Linked DNA regions of Rattus norvegicus: region 2 is linked to region 1. A link is a contact called in public Hi-C data. All regions are on one chromosome and are shown on one strand. The core of a region is the stretch at or near the end of the contact, and the rest is flanking DNA. Distances in the headings are between cores, read along the strand shown. Region 1 holds the start of Tmem186 (transmembrane protein 186). Region 2 overlaps Tmem114 (transmembrane protein 114).

Region 1 (4,034 bases), core at 1,356-3,855:
CAAAGAAACAAACCAAACCTCTATGGTTCCTGGGCCAACTGAAGAGCAGTTTCTATAATAATTTTATTTTTATTATGTGTATGCATGTATGTGTGCCACAATGTACAAGGGGAGGTCAGAAGACAGCTTGTTGGAGGTGGTTCTCTCTTTCCATCATGTGGACTCCAGGAATTGAACTCAGGTCCTAAGGCTTAGGGGTGACCACATCTCAATGGCCTCTGTAATCAAGTTTTATTAGAACATAGTCACTCTTTATATATGGTCAATGGCTGCTTTTGCACTAAAGTTGAGTAGTTACTGCAGGCCATATGCAAAGACAAAAGTACTTAATATATGACCCTTGACAAAATACGAATTCTGATTCCCGGCTCTAGACTACTATTGGCTTTTAAGTTCTGAAGGTTTGTCTCAAACACTTTATATAGCCTAGGCTAGCCCTGAACTTTCAAATCTCCCTGAAGGGATTAAAACCCTATGCCACCTGCCCATGTAGCTACTGGCTTGACTCACCAGTGTGTGTTGGGCAATGAAGCTAAGTCAGGAAGGGCTCTGGAGAACTGGTAGTGGAATGTCATCACTGGACAGATCACACTGGCTCAGAAAAGTAGAATGAGGGACAGAAGAGGGTGGGTTGTGGTTCAACTACAACTAAGGATGCATTTAAAAGCTTTCTGAAAACCTACTACTTGGTAAAGTATGTATACATACAAATGTCTTCTACAGGACATGAATTATTTAAAAAACAACAACAAAGAACAAAAACGTTGGTTCCAGGTGTGGGGGGATATTGTTGACCAGAGAGAACTAGGACCCCAAAATAACACGGGCTATTGAAATTGCTCTTGGTCGCCCACCCTAACTAAATGGTAAATCCATATTGCTGGAGACACTGCACACTTCAGTTTCAAGACACAGAGACATCAGGCTGGAACTGGCATGTTTAGCTTTCATAGTGCTGGAAGGTGCTATGTAAAGCACGGTGGAAGGAAAGTCATTTGGGGCATTTCCCAGCCATGGGTCCTGCGAGACAGCACTGACTTGCTGGGCAATGTGTACTGGCTTGTGCAATGGTGGAATGACTGTTTTGGGGGTAGCAAAATCACTTCCTGGTTGAATATAAGGCCGATTCCACAGGAAGGAATTAATGCCTCGTACAGTACTTGGTCAAAAGTCTATGACTGTGGAGCTCATAGGCACTGTGGGGAAACCTATGGTTGTTGTTTTGTTAAATGGAAATCTTGTCAAATTGCCTTCTAAATATCTATGTTTATACCCATAATTAATGCTGCTCTCAACCCTGGTAAGAAAAGTTTCTCTTTGTAGTGGGCAGTGGTTAATGCAGACTCATACCTGGTCAAAGTGCTAAGAATAAGTAGTACCCTTTATCAACCCTGCCAAGGCTCGGGGGCAGAAAGAATGTATGAGTTAGAGGATGGAGAGAAGTGTGGTAAACGAAATGCTGTCTTCTGGACATTATGAATTCAGCAACCATGGTTCCCTGTACAAGATCAAGCCAGTTAACATTTCAGCATGGGTGATATGTTGCCTATCACTTGATGGATGGCTGTGTGTGTGTGTGTGTGTGGTGTGTGTGTGTGTGTGTGTGTAGCACTAACTGGACTTAGAGAGGTATTAAAATAAAAATTTTAAAAAGGACATGAAAACAGAAGAGGGTGTGTGGGTCAGTGTTCTCCATAGGGAGCACAGGAAGGTTGGGGGGGGGGTGAATACAATCGGATACACTGTACACATGTAATTGCAAAGGAATAAAAAAATTAAAAAAAAGATAGACTGACATATCTAAGGTTACACACACTACAGGGGCTTCTGGGACACAGTCCACGAAATCTAAAAGGGGTGGGGCAGAGGTGGCGACACCCAAGCTATTTGAGCCTACTCTCATTTGTATGATTTCTGTTCAATCATGCATTTGTGCATAGGAGGCAGAGAGAATGCCATCACCAGAACGAACCCACACAAACTTATCTTTGGCTATAACAAGTTCGGTTAGCGGAAGGAAGTCCCACCGGACTTTCTAATTAGTCTCTGTGATCCTCACCTAAGCATCACATTTAAAGGGGCTTCAAGGACTCCGCGAAAGACATTTGCTCAAGGTCAGACAGCTGAAAACCTGCCCTTGATATACTAGAAGAGACAGTCAGAGGTGACAGGGCTGGGGAGGTGACACAGCAGGTCAGAGGGTGGAGGCTGGAGTTCAATCCAGGACACCAGACCCGAGGAACCCTAGAAGAAATTCGGACCCGAACTTTTCGACTCTGAACACGTTTCCTACTCGGAAGGCTTTTCTGGCCCCCTCTTCCTGCGCATCCCACTCAGGACCCCGCTCAGGACCTAGGTCTACTGGTTCCCGGACAGTCCTTACGGCGGTCTGGGGCAGCAAGGGCTCTGCCCCACCACCAGGAGCTCCCCGGGCGCCGCCTACCTGCCGCGGGGCAGTCAAGGTCCCATCCATGTCAAAGAGACAGAGCGTGGCCATTTCTCCAGTCAGAAGACTCGTTGGCACCCGGAACTCCACCCGGAACTTCCGGGTCCGCTCCGAGCCCCGGAACTCCAAGGCACGATGGGAAGATTCTCTAATGGCTTACGGGACACTCGGGGCGGATACAAAATTTGAACTACAGTTCCCAAGCCGTAGTACTTTTTTTTTTTTTCCTTGAGTTAGCGCATTAACCTCCCGCGCATGAGCCCTTCAAGTTTCCGGGGACAAGGTCGGCGTACTTCCTGTAGCAGGCGACAGGCTCATGGTAGGAATGTCAGGTGGTGGGCGGTAAAGGAGGGACCGCACTTAGCGACCGGGTCCGGCCTACGACTGGCAGGAAGGATACCTGGGCTGCCCACTCGGGAAATCAGTCGGTGGAAGGCCAGAGTGTATTTTTACGTGCTATTTCTCTGCCTTGTTTCTTTCCCTTGGGTCACATGGACGGTCTTCATCGTCCCAGTGCGCACACCAAGTTCAGCGCTTAAGAACCATGTCTCGGGGTTGGGATTTAGCTCAATGGTAGAGCGCTTGCCTAGCAAGCTCAAGGCCCTGGGTTCGGTCCCCAGCTCCGAAAAAAAGAGAGAGAGAGAGAAAAAAAAAAAAGAACCATGTCTCCCTAGCGTATTCTGAGGTTTTCTTTGGAAAGATGAAGGATGCACAGTTAGTGTCCTCTTACTCTGAAGCCCAGAATTTGCTCACTCTTCTACTTATTCCAGACAGTCATTGTGCAGTGTGTTGAGGGCCTCCGTGCCTCACTTCTCTGCTTCCCAACCAGGCTAATTCATGCGAAGAAATTCTCTTGGCGTGTAAGGCAGTCAGAGGACTGCAAAGGTTCTGTGATAAGTACCCCATGGTTTTGTTGTGTGGGTTTCCGACACCGATTGATTTACCCTTTGAGGAAGGAAGGAAGTTTTAAGTGCACTGTTGGCCCATCTCTGTTGAATGGCTGGACGTACAGGTTTTCTATGTTTATTTGGACCTGCTCGGGGGAAAGGACCTGTCTGAGTGTCAGAGACTGCTTTTGTTTCCTTGCACTTGGGGCCAGGGCCAGGGGTGGGGAGGGCCTAGGGTTTTTTTGGTGTTGTTGGTTTTTTTGTTTTGTTTTGTTTTTTAATGCTTTTTTAAAATTTGTTTTAATCGTGTGTGTGTTTAGTTCGTGTGCATTTACTTGTGCTATGGCATGTAGGGGTCCAGGATGTCCTGCTTGAGTAATTTCTCTTCCTCCACCATGTTGGCTTCAGGGATCAAATTCACCCGGTTTGGTAGCAAGCCCCAGTTCTAGATGGGCTATCTCACTGGCTAGGATTAGGGTTTTGTTTTGTTTGCTTGCTTATTTAGTTGTAAAAAATGGGAGAATGGTACTTATCTAGAGTAGAATTCCACAAAAAATAAAGCTTCTGGCTTTATCACTTACTTTCCTCTGGCAGTCACGGTGTCTTGCCAGGGTTGGTTGAAGCCTTTCTGGGAGATGCTTTGCCTTGTTCATTGTGTGATTAGCCTGGATGATTTCTGAAAGGAACCTCTCTCTTCCAGG
Region 2 (3,799 bases), core at 1,279-3,778, 200 kb after region 1:
GGAGGAGAGAGAAGGGAGGGGAGAGGAGAGAGGAGGGAGGGGAGAGGAGAGAGGAGGGAGAAGGGAGGAGGAGGGAAGAGGAAGGGGGAGAAGGGAGGGGGAGGAGGGACAGGCCAGGAGTTCTGAATGGTTGTCCTGGTCTTTCCCTGCAGCCATGGTGACCCTCACTGGAATCAGCATCTACATTGCGTACTCCGCAGTCGCCTTCCGAGAGGCAATGTGCCTCTTGGAGGAGAGGGCCCTGCTGGATCAGGTGGACATACGCTTTGGCTGGTCCCTGGCCCTCGGCTGGATTAGCTTTGTATCTGAGCTGCTCACTGGGGTGGTCTTCCTGGCAGCCGCGCGCGTGACCAACCTGAGCCAGAGGCAAGAGCAAGCCATCTGAGTTTGGCCAACCCAGGAGGCGCAGGGCCTGAGACCCATCTCAGTGGATGGCGACCGTTTCTTCCCCAAATAGAGGCCAGAGGGCCAGTGGTGACCCGCTGAGGATGAGCGCCCTCTGGCTGCTGTCTTTGTGCTATCTGGGCTGCCCATTCTGCTGTGCTGTGTGCCTTTGGTGGACGCAAAGAGGAGAGGGAGTGTGGAACCCATATCACCTGAAATAAATGCCAATCCTAGTCACCCGGGAGTTTTGCAGCTCTGCTTCACTCTGCGCCTCTTCTGGCTTCATTTTGTCCTCGGCTCTGCCCTTCGGGTCAACTTCTCTTTGGGAGGAGATGCTGAGTGGACCCGCGAGGTCAGTTAATTTGTGCAAAGGTGCACAGAGACGCTGGCATGCTCGACTCTTCAGGAGTCATCCTGCTTGCCCGTCCAGCATCTCTGGGGTTTTCTACCTCAGACGTTGCCTTGAGCTTCACACAACCTGGACACAGACAGGAGGACACTGGGTAGCACCAGGGAGATGTCAGAGCTCTGGGGTCCCAGCACCAAGGAGGGAAGGTTCCCAGAGTGAGTCTCAGCCAGCATGTGTGGATAGAGCGGGTAGGGGAGAGAGAAGAGTGGAGGGAGGGGGTAAAGGAGGAAAGTGGAGAGGGTTAGGGAGGGGTGTGGGGAGGGTGAAGGTTGAGGGTGTGAAGGAGGAAGTGGATAGGGTGAAGGAAGGAAGTAGGGAGTGACAGAGTGGGTGGAGAAGAGGGAAGTGAGGGGAGTTGGGGTGGAGGAGGGAAGTGGAGGACTTGGGAGGGTCCTGCCTAATTCTTTATAGGAAAGGTTTTCTGGTTCAGTGAATTTGGAAATGTTAGCAGATGCATCCCAGAGGCTAGAGACCCCCTGGACCACTCAGCTGGGCAGTGTTGGTCCGCTGTACTTCTCCAGGGTTGTCAGGAGACCCTCAGAGGAAGAGGGGAGGGGGCAGTCACAACTTATAAAGAACAGTCTTGGAAACCACAGTCTACTCCTCAGATGGCAGATGGTCACCTCTGTGTCTGTGTCCAGCTTGAAGGCCAGGTGTCAGCCCTCGCCCAGCCTGAGAGGAGGGTGCTCTCTCTGTGGGTGGAGCTTGGTACAGCAGGAGACGCTGGGAACTGCAGCCCAGAGATGGGATCCTTGGGCTGAAGGAGCTGCAGGAGTTGCCAGTGGGTCAGTGGGTTTCACAGCCATCGGTGGGTGTTATTAGAGGACAACGCTGTTCTTAGCATTATGACACCGTATCTTCACAATGTCACCATGCTCGAATGACATTGTCATCAAGTGACACCATCAAGTGACAGTCCTTAGGATGTTGATTCAGTGACATCAACATCCTAAGGACTGTCTTACTTTTCTATTGCTGTGACCAAACACCATGACCATGTTAAAGCTGGGACTCACAGGTTCAGAGGGTTAGAGCGTGTGATTGTCTTGGCAGGGAGCATGGAGCAGACAGACAGACATAGCACTGGGGTGGTAGATGAGGGCTTACATCTTTACCTAAAAGTAGGAGACAGAGAGCTCACAGGAAATAGATGGGCTTTTGAAACCTCAAAGTCCAACCCTAGTAACACACCTCCTCCAACATGGCCACACCTCCTAATCCTTCCCAAACAGTCCCACCAGCTGAGGGTCAAATACTCAAACCTGTAAGTATGGTGGCCATTCTCATTCAGACAACCCTGACGACACTTCATGACATCAATGCCACTCTCAGAATGACGTCCACTTTATCAGAGCGCTATAATCTTCAGCCACGACACCATCATCCTCAGCATGACATTCAGCCAGTCAGTCAGTCATCAGTCATCAGTCAGTCAGTCAATGAACACTGGAAAGAGTGAGGAGCACCAACTGTTGGACCAGCCTTGATCACTGAGCTGACACGTTGAGGAGAGAGGCATGGGAAACATGTAGTATTGTGGGGATAGATCCATCAGGATATAAATGAGGAAACTGAGGCACAGGCAGCCTGTGATAAGGAGGAGCAGGAGGGAAAGGGTTGCAATGGGAATTCCAAAACCAGTCAATGCTTTCCTGCCAACACCTGCACCACCCACTTCTCTGTCCCTGGACCTAGGACTTGGGACATCTTCTGTTTACTCAGGAGAAGTGTAAACACAGAGTCTAGGCAGGCCCCACCGGCCAACAAACCCTGCTAGAGACTGACAGGAGTCCAGCATGAGGAAACTTTTGCAGAGGCTGTTACCAGAAGGACGGTCTTTGCTGCCATCTGCTGGTCACATCAAAGAACTGCGCCAGAGGAACAACTAAAGGGGCTAAGGAAAGCTGTTAAAACCTCCAGGTTTCCAGGACAGAGCAGGACAGTTTTGGAGACAGTTTTGGTCCTCACGACTGAAGTCCCAACTGGAGGTTGAAGGTAGAGGCTGAAGATAATATATTCCGGGACTACGGGTTAATAAATACATTTGAGGTGGAGGAGACTCCTGAGTGAAGCAGTGCACAGCCAAGAGCGTCGAAGAGGAGAAATTCACTTGTTCATTGTTTCTGGACATCTGATGTGGGGGTCAATCCTGGGGACACATTGGTGGGTGGTGGTTCTGTCAACTTGACCCAACGTGGAAAACCTGGGAAGAGTGTCTCAGTGAGGGATTCTGTGACTGATTGTCTCCAACCCTTTGTTAATGTGGGAAGACCCAGCGGACTGTATTCGAGTAGAGACATTGAGCTGAGCCCAAACCTGCACGAATCCATCGCTTTCTGTTCTCGACCCATTATAGCACAACTAGCTGCTTCCGGTTCCCACCTTGATTTCCCCACAGCGATGGATAGCAACTTGGAATTGCTTTTTCTCCAGATATGTTGTCACAGACCTGGAAAGACAACAAAAAGATGGTGGAAGGGCCCTTACCCTGTCACAGGGAAACAGGCAACAAGTACGGTCCAGGGATGTGCAGCAGTCAGGCTGTGCTTAAAGTCAGATGATGAAAGGCAGTGACGAGGTGACCCGCTGGATGGGAGAGACGTCTCTTCAGCTGGTGACTGCGTAAGGAAGCAGCAGACCACGCAGGCGGCGGCAGGAGAGAGAAAAGGTGCTGCTGTGGGGACAAGGTGACATGTTTGAGGCAATGAAGGGGAGTGGACGGAGAGATGTGGTGTGAGAGAGAAGGGCTAGCTGCAGGCCGTGCTCCTGACCAGAGGAAAAGGCGTACAATGGGGCAGGATTCTGCTGATAGTCCATTCTGCTCTATTCTGTCCTATTCTAATTCCTTCTGGATCTGAGAGCCTGTGGAGGTTTGTGGCAGACAGGCCCTGGGTCTGTCCTTAGACTCTCTCCACTGCTGTCATCTAACATTGTCACAGAAAAGCACCCAACTCGTAATGTTTGGGCTTCATTGGTCCCTGGTGGAATAAAGTTGTAAAACAAAGA

What was found. A called contact is a pair of places that touch in the nucleus more often than the background predicts.
Region 2: a contact with region 1 is called in a Hi-C map of hepatocytes, with 2.4 times the contacts expected there. The contact joins the enhancer-like site here to the promoter of Tmem186 in region 1. A contact is called at or near these places in 4 of 12 Hi-C or Micro-C datasets (Schwann cells, hepatocytes and liver).

The regions. Positions count from the first base shown.
Region 1 is chr10:7,486,994-7,491,027 of GRCr8, forward strand. It overlaps Tmem186 (transmembrane protein 186), which reads left to right and starts at 2,606. Exons shown (of 2, transcript NM_001025756.1): 1 at 2,606-2,765; 2 at 4,034. The coding sequence starts at 2,763. Pmm2 (phosphomannomutase 2) reads right to left here and starts at 2,561. Exons shown (of 9, transcript NM_001106973.1): 1 at 2,444-2,561. The coding sequence starts at 2,497.
Region 2 is chr10:7,691,258-7,695,056 of GRCr8, forward strand. Tmem114 (transmembrane protein 114) reads left to right here. Exons shown (of 4, transcript NM_001134638.1): 4 at 153-626. The coding sequence ends at 385. Among named protein-coding and RNA genes, the nearest start is that of Tmem114, 17 kb to the left of the region's middle. Within about 2 kb of position 2,529, at least 1 of the 93 cell types and tissues checked has an H3K27ac peak or open chromatin away from gene starts, as enhancers often do. A contact at or near this core is called in hepatocytes, where this site is marked.